2 separate regions of the Hordeum vulgare genome follow, and region 2 is linked to region 1. The links are chromatin contacts, called in public Hi-C maps. All regions are on one chromosome and are shown on one strand. The core of a region is the stretch at or near the end of the contact, and the rest is flanking DNA. Distances in the headings are between cores, read along the strand shown. Region 1 holds the start of LOC123409648 (ABC transporter B family member 28). Region 2 holds the start of LOC123411524 (fructose-bisphosphate aldolase 5, cytosolic-like).

What was found. A called contact is a pair of places that touch in the nucleus more often than the background predicts.
Region 2: a Hi-C map of leaf shows a contact between it and region 1, with 6 times the contacts expected there. The contact joins the promoter of LOC123411524 here to the promoter of LOC123409648 in region 1. A contact is called at or near these places in 4 of 6 Hi-C or Micro-C datasets (all in leaf).

What each region holds. Positions count from the first base shown.
Region 1 is chr7H:531,992,908-531,998,896 of MorexV3_pseudomolecules_assembly, reverse strand. LOC123409648 (ABC transporter B family member 28) reads right to left here and starts at 2,274. Exons shown (of 16, transcript XM_045102504.1): 1 at 1,818-2,274; 2 at 1,552-1,739; 3 at 690-713. The coding sequence starts at 2,241.
Region 2 is chr7H:532,128,303-532,134,836 of MorexV3_pseudomolecules_assembly, reverse strand. It overlaps LOC123411524 (fructose-bisphosphate aldolase 5, cytosolic-like), which reads right to left and starts at 3,232. Exons shown (of 3, transcript XM_045104490.1): 1 at 3,100-3,232; 2 at 2,345-3,030; 3 at 1,629-2,246. The coding sequence starts at 3,127. The coding sequence ends at 1,878. It overlaps LOC123411525 (protein transport protein SFT2-like), which reads right to left and starts at 6,414. Exons shown (of 4, transcript XM_045104491.1): 1 at 6,147-6,414; 2 at 5,276-5,543; 3 at 4,479-4,583; 4 at 3,844-4,233. The coding sequence starts at 6,346. The coding sequence ends at 4,123. It overlaps LOC123411523 (E3 ubiquitin-protein ligase RGLG3-like), which reads left to right. Exons shown (of 12, transcript XM_045104487.1): 10 at 14-245; 11 at 827-883; 12 at 969-1,547. The coding sequence ends at 1,049.

The DNA.
Region 1 (5,989 bases), core at 1,025-3,524:
CACCACTCTCCTATGCTCTTTTGGAAGGTACATCGACATAAGTTTCTATGACTGACACTAAACAGTAAGGTCAAGTAACTCAAATGCGTAAAAACATCATGGTATAACTTGCTAGAGATGAAATAATGGAATAGCTTGTTGGCATCAACTAACTAGTTTTGTCAGTACTCAGCAATAGGTGTGTATCTATCAAGACATCTTTTGGTTGACATAATTTTAAGAGAAGTATGCATCTCTACGAAAGAGTACGCAGTACAATTTTATGACAAACCAAACTAAATCATGCTGCTGTACAATGATTTTTAAACATAAAGAAGTAAGATATTTTCTCTTTTGCTAAGCTATATTCACGAAATGTGTAACAAATAGAGTGAAAATCTCATGCAACATTTGCTCAGTAACCTTTTTTATACTGAAATGTGGTTCTTATTGAATCTTCAATAACCGTGTACCATGCACACACACCGACAGCCTAAATTGAATTTTGTTACTACCATGATTGAATAATAGTCACATGTCAACATTTAACATCTTACCAGATTTTATATGAACAAGCGACTTTTTATGTCCTTCCACTGTATCATTTAACAGTATTACAAAGATTTTGAATTGGATGGGAACTTGAAATTTATGGTTGACATATTTTTCTCCAAGTAATAATCATGAACATTGTATGTCAACTGGCATACCTTGTGACGATCAAAAAATACCATCTGCAAGATTAAAAAAAGAACATTTATTAAAATAACATGATGTGCATATGAGAAGTAGTATAAATATGTTTAGTATGGCAGATTGGCACAAGACGGCCTTGTATAAAAATGTAGCCATTATCCAAAAGAAAAGGGGCAATGAGACTGCATAGCGAAGCAGTTTAGCAGGTTATGAGCTTAACTTATCACTTCCGTGCAGATTAATTAGTTTAGTTTATTACACTTCAGTGTGCGTGGCTATAGACAGATAAAACCATATCACATCACAGCATGCACCTCTGTCAATTCTAGTCCTTGTAACTCCATCGTGTACAATGCCTAAAGGAGAGTTGACTGACTCAACATAAATACTTGCGGCTAGCTTTGCTGTCACCTCTAAAGTGCATACAAATGATGCAGTAGAGCTGGTTCAGCCTAGGCATGGAATAGGTTTCATGAACCATTTCATCATAATGCTAAGATAATTTCAGTTATTGTGTATTAGATGTTTAATAAAGTAACAAAGGAGTGACAATCAAATCTGTTGGCAGCAATAAAGAACAATCAACATATTTGCATATGAACTGAAATTACTAGCCCCTTAGCAGTGGTCAAAATTCTCATCACTGAAACACTACTGGTACAATGTCACTTAATGCTTCCAATTCAGCACAACTTACGAACTAAATCAGCTACACAAATCACAGAAGTGATAACAACAGCAAAATAGCAGACATAAACGTAGTGCAATTGCTGGAAAAGCACACCAGACATGCTTAGCTAAGTTCGAGAACAGCATAACAGCAATACACCAAGCAATCAAAGCTGTAAGTAGAGCGTTATTGGCTCCAACATTTACCTTTTGGATCAGAATCCTCCGAAATATCTGGCTCCGCAGTCTCCCCATCACTTTCTCCCAGACCACAGTCATGTTGATCACAAAGACGATGGTAAATATCGGCTCCAGCGTATATAATACCGCAATTTTGGACAAGAGCCTCGTTAAGGGTTCGGACCCCCTCCCTATCAGGGTTTCGAAGAACCTCCCTGTGTGAACAGACAGCCACCACATTCAGAAACTGGCCAGCATCCATCGACAGAGAGGGCCTGAAGGCTGAAGCATACCTGAGAAGAGCGGCATGGAGAGGGTGCAGGTCGTGCACGCGAGGAGCGCAGCGAGGGAGATCGCTAGGCGGGCCTTGTGCTGCGACAGGAGGGCCCAGACACCGGCCCAGGTGATGGCGTCAGTTGAGGAGATGGCGGCGGCCACATCGGCAGCCGCCTCTGCGGCGTCAAAGGAAGGGGACTGGTAGGCGTCGGGGCCGGGCGCCGGCGCCGAGATGTACGCATGGGGCGGGCGGCCCAGGCGGAGGCAGCGGCGTCGGCCGGAATCGGGGACGTGGGACGTGGCGGGGAGGTGGGGAAGGCGGCTGGGGCGAGAGTTGAGGATGGGGCCGGAGGGGCTGAAGAGGAGGCGGCTGCGGCGAGGGCCCAGGGTGGGGCGGGAGGGGCTGTAGGGGAGGCGCATGCTCCAGCTGGAGAGCGCCATGGCTTCCCCGCTTTACCCTTTTCCCGGTGGAGTTTTGGCCCTTTTTTGTGCGTGTTTGTGGAGATGGAAGGCGGGGGGAGGGTGGGCGGAGAGGAGAGCGCGGCACTAGAGATAACGGATAGTTAAGAATCAGCTTTTGGAAAACTTCCCTCAAATCAGCTTCTCCCATAATCAGTTCTCAGTTTGTTTGTTTTTAAGATTGTGGTCCAAAATTATAAAGCAAGTTGAAGTTTGTATGCTACTCCCTCCGTTCCTAAATATTTGCTTTTTAAAGATTCAACTACAGACTTTATACGAAACAAAATAAATGAACTTACACTTTAAATTATGTCTATATACATCCGTATGTACTCCGTAGTGATATTTCTAAAAAGACAAATATTTAGAAACAAAGGGAGTAAAATATTTGTAATGTCCCCGAATAGAAACTGGGTGTGTTGAATTGATAATACTTAGATGTTTCCAATAATTTATTATGAAATATGAGCATGACTACGACTTATGAATATCTTAGATTGATAAACATTACAATAAAGAAGGTTTTCATGTTTTCTTTGCTACAAAAATGTTTTACTGCAAATAGATTGACTAATCTCATGATGCAAGACTGGTAACAATAGCCTCATGTGTTGCCACCACGTGTAACGCCTAAGATGCGATCATATCCTTATTTTGGCGCGGGAGCCTCGACAGGGATAGAAGCGCATCTCCTCGTTTTGCAAAAGTGGATATTGTTAAAAATACATGTATCGAAGAGATGAGTATATGGGATTGGCTTACACTCGTCACAAGCTACATCATGATCCACACAATACATTAATACATCCAATCATTATGAAGAAGAGCACGGTCCGACTATGGACGAAAACAAACGGTAAAAGAACGACGTACATCCTTGCTATCCCAGGCTGCCGCCCTGAAACTCATCCTAGATCGATGATGACGAAGAAGAAGAAACTCCAAATAGAACAATCATCGCGCTCATGTCAAAGTATCACTTTACTTGTACATGCAACTGTTGTTGTAGTAGTCTGTGAGACACAGGGACTCATCAATCTCATTTCCAAAGGTACCAAGACTAGCAAAGCTTAATGAATGAGGTATGGTTAAGTGGCGAGGCTGCAGCAAGCGACTACGCATTTATTTGAGGTGCCTAACTTACGAGTACAAGAATAAGAGGGGGATGATCTACACATAGAGGACGTGAACTAATGATGACCAAATGAATGATCCTAAACACCTACTTACGTCACACATACCCCCCCCCCCGTGTCCTCAATCGGAGAAGGATCTCACGAAAGAGATAGTCACGGTTACGCACACAGTTGGCTTATCTAGAATCGGATGTTAAACAAAGTTTCCAAGTTTGCCACATAACCGCGGGCACAGCTTTCCGAAAGATTTAACCTTGTAGGGGTGCTCCAACTAGCCCATCACAAATTACCACAAGCTGCATAGAAATCCTCGACCACGAAACTCGCAATCTTCTCGGATTCCTTAGTGGAAGATCTCAACTCTGAGATAGCGCAAAGCATCACCGGAATCCCGATGCACAAGATATTTCGTAAAAGGTAAAACAAGTCGAGCAAGGTCGCCCGACGTTTCGACGAACCCGATAGGAGCCGCATATGTCGTTCTCAGGACAATACCGGATAAGCTAGTGTACAGGGCCTGATAGACATCGCCCGAGTTACCCCGGGGTGACCCCGCACAGTGCTCTAGTTTGGACCAACACTCATGAAGAGCACTGGCCCAGGGGGTTGATTAATTACTCCGCGGGTGCCGGCGGGTCCCTATGCGTTTTTGTTAGTTATTAGGCAAATATAGTACCAAAGTTGGGCCTTATGAGACATATTTTAAACTAAGATGAATTATCAATGGGGTCGCCATAACAACCCCGAGCGTGTTAGGAGCGCTCAATTATGGAATATAACACCGGTAGCCGAAACTAAGGTGGCAAAGATGAAATAAAACACCAAGCTAGAAGGCCAGACCTTCCACCTTTTACCAAGTATATAGGTGCATTATATTAAATAGCAATAACAGGGTGATACAACAAGGAACCCATGTTTCACATGGAAGCAGCTGCACCTGCAACTAGCAACGCTATAAGAAGGCTGAGCAAGCGGTAACATAGACAAACAATGGTATGCTGGGTTGTGGAAAGGTTAGAGGTTTTCATGGCAATGTTGGGAGGCTGACAAATAAGTGGTAGGCAGCGAGACATGGCGAAAGAAACGAGTCAACTAGCATGACAATGATAGTAATGATATCTAGGAAAATGGTCATCTTGTCTGTGATCCCGCTTGGAAGAAGAACGACTCCACGAAGCAGACGAACCAACGTAGTTGAATGGATCCTCACACTCTGAAATGGTTCGGAACTCTATCGAGAAGAAATAATCCAGAACAACAATCAACACACGATAACATCACAACAAATGCACGATATGATGCGCAAGCAATTATGATGCATGTCCGGTTTAATTATACAAGGCACGGCATGGCAATTCACAATAAATAAACAATACACATTAAGTGAAGCTCAAACTCCACATTCAAATATTTAGTTCACTCTCATTTAGGTACGCGACAATATTAAATGTTTTTTTAAACATGGCCAGAGGTGAAGCATAATTAAATTGTCTATCTAGGCATATTAAATGAGGTCGGAAACAACTTATAGCATTCCCGAAATGACCCTATATGTTAATTTTGAAATCTGTCCGGGTCTAAACTAACTTGTTTTAATATTTTTTAAACAGCAGAATAAAGTGGTTCATATGATTCTACACGTCATTCTAGTCGATTTACATATATGGATCATCTCCAGCGGAGTTATGGTTTAAAAGATATGGTCATCGCAAGATATTATGCCATGAATGCAAGATGTATGCAAATGACAGCCACAAACATTCCCAACCATGAAGGCAGCAAGATAATATGAAACTACATGAGATTCTAATCAGTTTTCATATAATGCACATTCAAAACGGAGCAACAGTTCAACAATTACAAGCAATACAAGGTATCGCTATAATGTGCCAAAAACAGCACCATGGCATTTTATTCACACCAAAGCTTACACCTACATGATTCTAAAATGCTCAAACAAGGCATGAGGCAGTAGTGGGAAAGATGCACAACAACACTCTACTAATGGCAAGTTGCATGGAATCATGGATCACTAGGAAATGAGCTCACAAAATGGCAAGTTGCACACAGTTTCAAATTTTGCGAAAATACCAGTTTTGACAGTGCAGTTTTTAACCTGATGTCATATTGGCAGCAGTAAAACTATATGTTACACGGCATATGTTGGCATGAAGCTTAACAGGATGCTAGAGTATCTTATGCACTACAGATAACTCCATTGCACTAACCCCAAATGGGTTGTAGATCACTAGCAAAACACATGGCAAAACAACAACAAAATATTGCAGATTCGAGACTTGGAAATATTTCAGCATCTCAAATCAGCAACAACAACATAGCATGTCCACATGAAGAAAACTACAACTAAGCATGGCATACATGGCATGTGAAAACCTACTAACAGCAAATAGTCATAGCCTACTGCAAATCACTCCAATTCGCACAAACTAACGAGACATGGTTTGCTTAATACGAACTTCGCAAAATGGAACTTATCGCTAGCATATTTCAGTTTTAATGTGATAGCTACTTGAGAGCAACAAATAAGCATGTTAATGAAGTCCTACCTAGCAACCACAGGCATGGCATCAAAT
Region 2 (6,534 bases), core at 1,983-4,482, 130 kb before region 1:
TCTTCTGTTTCAGTCGTCGACAAGGAATACCTCCAAGAGTTCCTCTGCCTCCGCCAACAAGGACTGCTTATTCACGGTCTAGTAGCTTTGGCCAACAAACAAGTGGGTTTCAGCAACCAGGCAGCTTCAAACAGCGACAGCATGCAGCTACGAGGAGGCCTGACAGTTATTCATCAGAAAGTTCACAGCCTGCGGATACAAGGGTACCCGACGCTTATGCATCAGAAAGTTCAGAAAGCACACGTGTACGTATCTTTTCGTGTTTAGGCCGCCACCATTTCATACCCAGATTTGAATAAATAAAACTGTGTACTGAAACTTCATTTACCCACCGCCAAAAAGTCTGATGGAATCCTTTCAAAAAGTTGAATTACTTTACGGGATACAAAAAGGCAGATACTTAGATACTTATCGAGCAGTACTTTGAATTTGTAGTCGATTTTTTACATGAACATACCCTTCTGAAGTAGCCTATTTAGAAAAAGTATTCAAGCTGACACAGCACATCGTCATGGAATTTGTGCATTTTTATTGATACGCCCTTGGAAGTTCAGTGCTTGCAAATTCTATTTCAGACAACAGGGCTAGTTAAATTTGGTTCATCCTCGATTCACCTCTGCCTTTTATGCTCCTTTCAAATGTAATACACTTTAGCTTCTTACTGTACTTTGACACATACACTTGCATCTTTTGCCGACGAGCAGATCATGAAATAGAGTTCTTCTTCATAATGCTAAGTTTCTGTATACTGAAATTTTTTGGTAACTGAAGGACCCTCTAATTTTTGTGGAAAAGGAACTAAGCCTTGCAATTTTTGTGATTGCAGTCATGCGCCATATGTATGGATAAATCAAAGGATCTTGCGTTTGGATGTGGACATCAGGTGCAGAAAATATCCCCTTGCTTTCCTCTCAACATTTATTCATAATTCTTGTTGTATATACAAATTGCTAACACGTTTAATTCAGACTTGCTATGATTGCGGGAAAAAATTGGTGCGCTGCCCTATGTGCCAGCAGCACATAACCACCAGGATCAGGCTGTACTGATTAAAAGCCGACCGCCTGATGCTTTTGAAGCTTGTGGTGTGCCAATACGGAAGGAGCTCGGTGGAAAATGTTCAGAATTCCGCATAAATTTTACTTGTTGCCCATAAATTTTAGCGTCCTTAATGTGGTTGGAGTGTCTTCAATCAGCCGGTGATTTAAGGCCCTGTTGGAATGCAGCGTTTATTCTCCATTTCCCGCAAGGGAAATGTGGATTGAACCGTTTCGGTAAAATTTCTATGTTCCTGAAGGGCTCCTAATTACTGCAGTGAAGAACGCTCAGTGGAAAATAATGTACATATTGCTTTCCTTTCTTTCTCTTGTAAATAAAATGAACAGTGGAGAAATTTCAGGATGTACCAATTAGGAAGACATTTGCATTGTATATTAATTAAAACCTGTTATAAATGCTGAATATTCAGTTTTGTATCCATTTTTTCAGTATATCTTTTATATGTGTATAATTTAAATGGGACGAACACCAGAATATTCGAGGATGAACCAACCAATCTTATCTCTGTTGAGCCGAGCATACATCTCATGAGTGTTACTGGTACTCATTTTTCCAATGAAACAAGCTCAAACATATAAAAGCGTTGCATTCACACTTTCATATACCACTTACATATCATTAGTAGTTCTGGTTAAATAGGAGCAAAGGTGAGGCAGAGAGAATTTAAGTACACGGCAGAAAGGGAAGAGCATATATATATATATCTGCACGCACGCACGAATCTCGGCGCAAGCCATGTGCCGCGTCGTGCGCACGCACACATGGGTTGCACCAAGGTCCAAGGTCCGGGAATGGCGCGGCCGGGGGCGACGGTGGCCTTAGTACTTGTACCCCGCGACGTGCAAGCTCTCGGAGGCGGCGGCGTCCCCGCCAGCGGCGGCGCCGCCGTACTTGCCGAGCGTGGCCTCGGAGTTGCCCTTGCACCGGGCGAGGAAGGTGGCCTGCGCGTCGGCGACGTTCTCCTTCTTGCCGGCCCACTTCTTGATGGTGCTCTGCTGCAGCGCCCGGCCGAAGGAGAAGGTGAGCGTCCACGGCTTGAGCACCGGCAGCTTGTTCATGGCGTCCAGGTTCTGCGTGGCCTGCTCCTCGCTCTGCCCGCCCGACAGGAACACCACCCCGGGCACCGCCGGCGGCACGGTGCGCCGCAGCGCCGCCACCGTGTACTCCGCTATCACCTCCGCGCCAACCTATGCACACGACCATTCAGAGCACGATCAGCCATGCAAACGGAGACCATGATGAAGATTGAAGAAGTAGGGAGAGAGAGAGAGATCGAGGGACGTGCCTTGGGGCTGTCGGAGCCGGGGGTGACCATGTTGGGCTTGAGGAGGGTGCCCTCGAGGAGCACCTTGTGGTCGTTGAGCGACTTGTAGACGGCGGCGAGGACGCGCTCGGTGGCGGCGGCGCATGCCTTGATGTCGTGCGCGCCGTCGGTGAGGATCTCGGGCTCCACGATGGGGACCAGCCCGTTTTCCTGGCAGATGAGCGCGTAGCGCGCCAGCCCCTCGGCGTTCTGCTTGACGGCGAGCTCGGACGGCTCGGCGCCGGGGCCGATCTTGAGCACGGCGCGCCACTTGGCGAAGCGCGCGCCGGCCTCGTAGTACTTGGCGCAGCGGGCGCCGAGGGAGTCGAGGCCCTGAGTGGTGGTCTCGCCGTCGGTGCCGGCGATGTCGACGGTGCCCTTGTCGACCTTGATGCCCGGGATGACGTTGCCGGCCTTGAGGATGTCGACGAACGGGGTGCCGTCGGCGGCCGTCTGGTAGAGCGTCTCCTCGAAGAGGATGACGCCGGAGAGGTACTCGAGCGCGCCCGGCGCCGTGAAGAGCATCTCCCGCAGCGCCTGCCGGTTGGACTCCACGTTCTCCACGTTGATGCTGGCCAGCCGCTTCCCGATGGTGCCCGTCGACTCGTCCGCCGCCAGGATCCCCTTCCCCGGCGTCGCGATGTACTTGGCCGTCTTCATCAGCTCATCTACACGCAAAAGGCCATCAGCATGTCGCGCCATGAGCGCATGAGAAGCATACAGATGAAGGCAATAACCTGCGTATTTCCCGACGAAGGCAGACATGGCGGCGACCGTGTCGGTCAGGAGGCTCCGGGACCGGCTGCAAAATCCAAACGCTGGGCTGCTGTGCTCGCGCTTTTTGTGAGGTGGCTGTGCGAGCTATCCCTCTCCCCTTATAAACCCTGGACGTGAGGAGGATATGCCGAACGGGCGAGGGGGATCCGTGATGCAGGGGCCACTGGCTCGCGCAGCGCCCGTCACCCGTTGGGGGATAGGGGTGGCGAGCCGCGCCACCCAAACGCCCGTCCGCCTGCTGGCCAGACAAAAATACTAGGAATACCATTTTCGCAGCTAAACAACACACACATGTAGACGCAACGCTATGGCGAGACCGTGAGAGACAAGGTCCCAAAAACTGAACAAGTGGTGGTGGCGATGTGGACTTTATCCATGCAGAGTGAACGTAGGGATGGCATCAACCTGCTGGCTTTGGCACCAAGGTATCATGGGAGCATTTCATTTCCCCACCCTGCCGTGGATATGCAAGATGCGGTCCAGTCTCCAGCGTATGTAGAGTGACAGAGTGCGGGACGCCACCGCGACGTGTAATGCTGTACCCTACAACAATGTTTTCAGTATTTTCTGAGGCCTCGCTATGCGGAAGATATTTAGATTGGATATTTCGATGCAGTCCAGGGCTTTGGTGTTATCGTCGTCTGATTTACCGGAAGTCGGCATGCTAAATGTGATGTAACCAAGGCAGTACATGATACAAGATCGAACGCAAGGCATGCCGCGGTGTTGCTAAATTCAGAGACTATCTGTCTGTATGTTAAATTTCGATTCCACGCACGTCCATAATGAACAAAGCGTCTCATCGAGCAGAGTTTCCATGGGATCAATACTATCTGTAAGTTGGACATGCATGTATATCAGTGAACAATCAAGCTCCAGGGTCATCTTTGACGCACTCTCTCCATGTCAAAGAGAAAGCAAAAATATGTCACTGAGCTGAACACGGGCTGAGACAGATGGGCGAGAGCAACTAACGGGTGAACTCATCGCCCGAAGCATCTCAACACTGAGGCCACAAGGGTAGATGACAGAAACTTCATTCCAGCAGACCCACCAGGGAAGTATGAGATGGCATAGTATACCAGCGCAAGGATCTGAAAAATAGAAGACCCACGGTTTTGTTAGCTTGAAAGTTAATAGAAGTGACCGAATGCTCAGTACGCCAGTAAGTTCTCTATAAACGATGCCACAAACTGCAACTTTTAAGGGGGGTTTGATGGCCCTATTCACATGCTATACAAATTCACAGTTCTCTTCAAAATTGTTCCTGTTACTAGCATCCAGAGAAGGAAAAGATAACAGCACAAGAGATTGGGGGGTGTAAAGGAGATATTCTCACCTGAAGACAAGAGAAGAAAACAGAAAGTATGTAGCTATGGAGCACCATTGACACATAGATGGTAGCAAACATGCTGCCAACAAATCCAATGGTGAAAGGTAACCTCTGTGGAAAAATTAAAACAGCTTCAGAAAATGTACCAAAATCATATTAATTTTCGAGATATAATAAAAGTTAAATAGATAAAATATAAGATATGAACTAATTAAATCAACAACCCAGTAAGTTCCCTATAAACAGTTGGAATAAAAAAGTATGATATATGAGAATACATAAAACCCAAAATGTGCATATTATTTTGTGAAAAGAAAGTATGGTATCATCTAAAAACACATTTTAAAACAATAAAACACTACGCACATTCGATCTTCTGTAGAAAAGCGCTTAACCATTGGCAGAAAATCATCGACAATGCATTTTTCACGTTGATGTTTCACAACTGGATGCTCACTTGATAACATGTCAAATTATCGATGCCTCAAGGACATGCTGTGTTACTGTCTAAATTTAACCATGTATTTTCTTTTTCTTTTTTATTACTTTCTTCAAAGCAGAGGAATTGTTTGATCGTTACTAGCAAAATACAAGTACAAAATGCTCTCCCAGCAAAATGTTTACAATATACAATATAACCTAAGTAAAATCTTCAAGGAGAGAATTGGATGGAAACAATCTAATATGTGCAGTTTGTGGTAAAATAGAAATTAACAGAAGACAGAAGAAAACATCACAAGTTTTGTTGAACAGTGCTTCCCACGAATGGTGCTTAGTTAAGGACAAGGAAAATGAATTGATACCTCTCTGGAAATCATATGATAGAGCTGATTCTTGGGCCCTTTCAATGCAAAGAAAGATCCAATGATGAAGGCACATCCCAGCGTGAAACAGATCGCAAACTTTTGAGGCATTATTACCATGACTGGCAGGAATATCGTGAACGCGATGAAAACTAGGAAAATGCCACTGGCAAGAAAAAGACCGAAATACATGAGAGATTTGCCAGATGGAATACTGCTTGTTGAGGACTGGAAGCTGCCAGGCAACCCTCTAACTCCTTTGGATACCCTGGAGAAAATAGAATGGCAAGGCAATCAGCAAAAAACTAAACAACTAAAAGAAAGGTTAACTAGAGGTTCGGTCAATGTCATCTTTTACGATTGTTCCTCTAGTTAATCTTGAAGAGCTGTGGTGATGTTTAGCCTTTCAAATTGCTTTAGAGCTAACAATTAACAAATCGCTTTCATATGTATGACTCTAAACAGCTCACATATAACAACATGAATCACGATGGTGACTTCTTCAAAACATAGATTCCTTGATTGTATATACCTAATAAGTGACTAATTCAGCAAAAAAAAAAACTTGCTCCTGAGTCCTGACTAACGATCCTCAATAACGATTTTGCGATAACCGGAGGAAATACACTGCTGGCTAAGAAGGATCTAATTGGCCAATGCTAAGAAGCTATTTTTTACAATAGTAGCTCTGGCGTAAACAGCACCGAAGCAATCTGAATCCACATGGAGGCGATCCGGGAAGCGCTACGGTACTGACAATTTATTCATGGCACCGGTAGTTAAGCTTAGCTGGGGAGAATCCACCGCATCCCGATTCACTTGCAGAAACCCTAGGAGGAGGTGGAGTGACGACGAGAGGGGGGTTGCTTACACGCCGAAGGTGCCGCTGACGCGGTCGTTGGCGGAGCGGACGGCGGCCTCGATGTCGATCCCGAATCCTCCGCCGACATCCTCCTCGGCGGAGCGGGCGGCGGCATAGGAGTTCCATTCCGCGAGCAGAGACGGCGGCGGCTGGGAAGACGCCGCCGACGAGGAGGGCGAGGGGCCAGAGCCGGAGAACCACGCCTGCATCTCGGGCCCACGCCGCCAGAGAGTAGAGAAAGCCCACGGAAATGTGCCCTGTTTACTTTGCTCACCTCAAAAAACACTTGCGATTTGTTTTAGCCTGCAAGGGGCTGCCGCTCCTCCCACGATTCTACAAAGCGTTCGCCCATTTCTAAACTTTCGGGAATTTTCACGGGTTTAAATTTTTAGCTTGC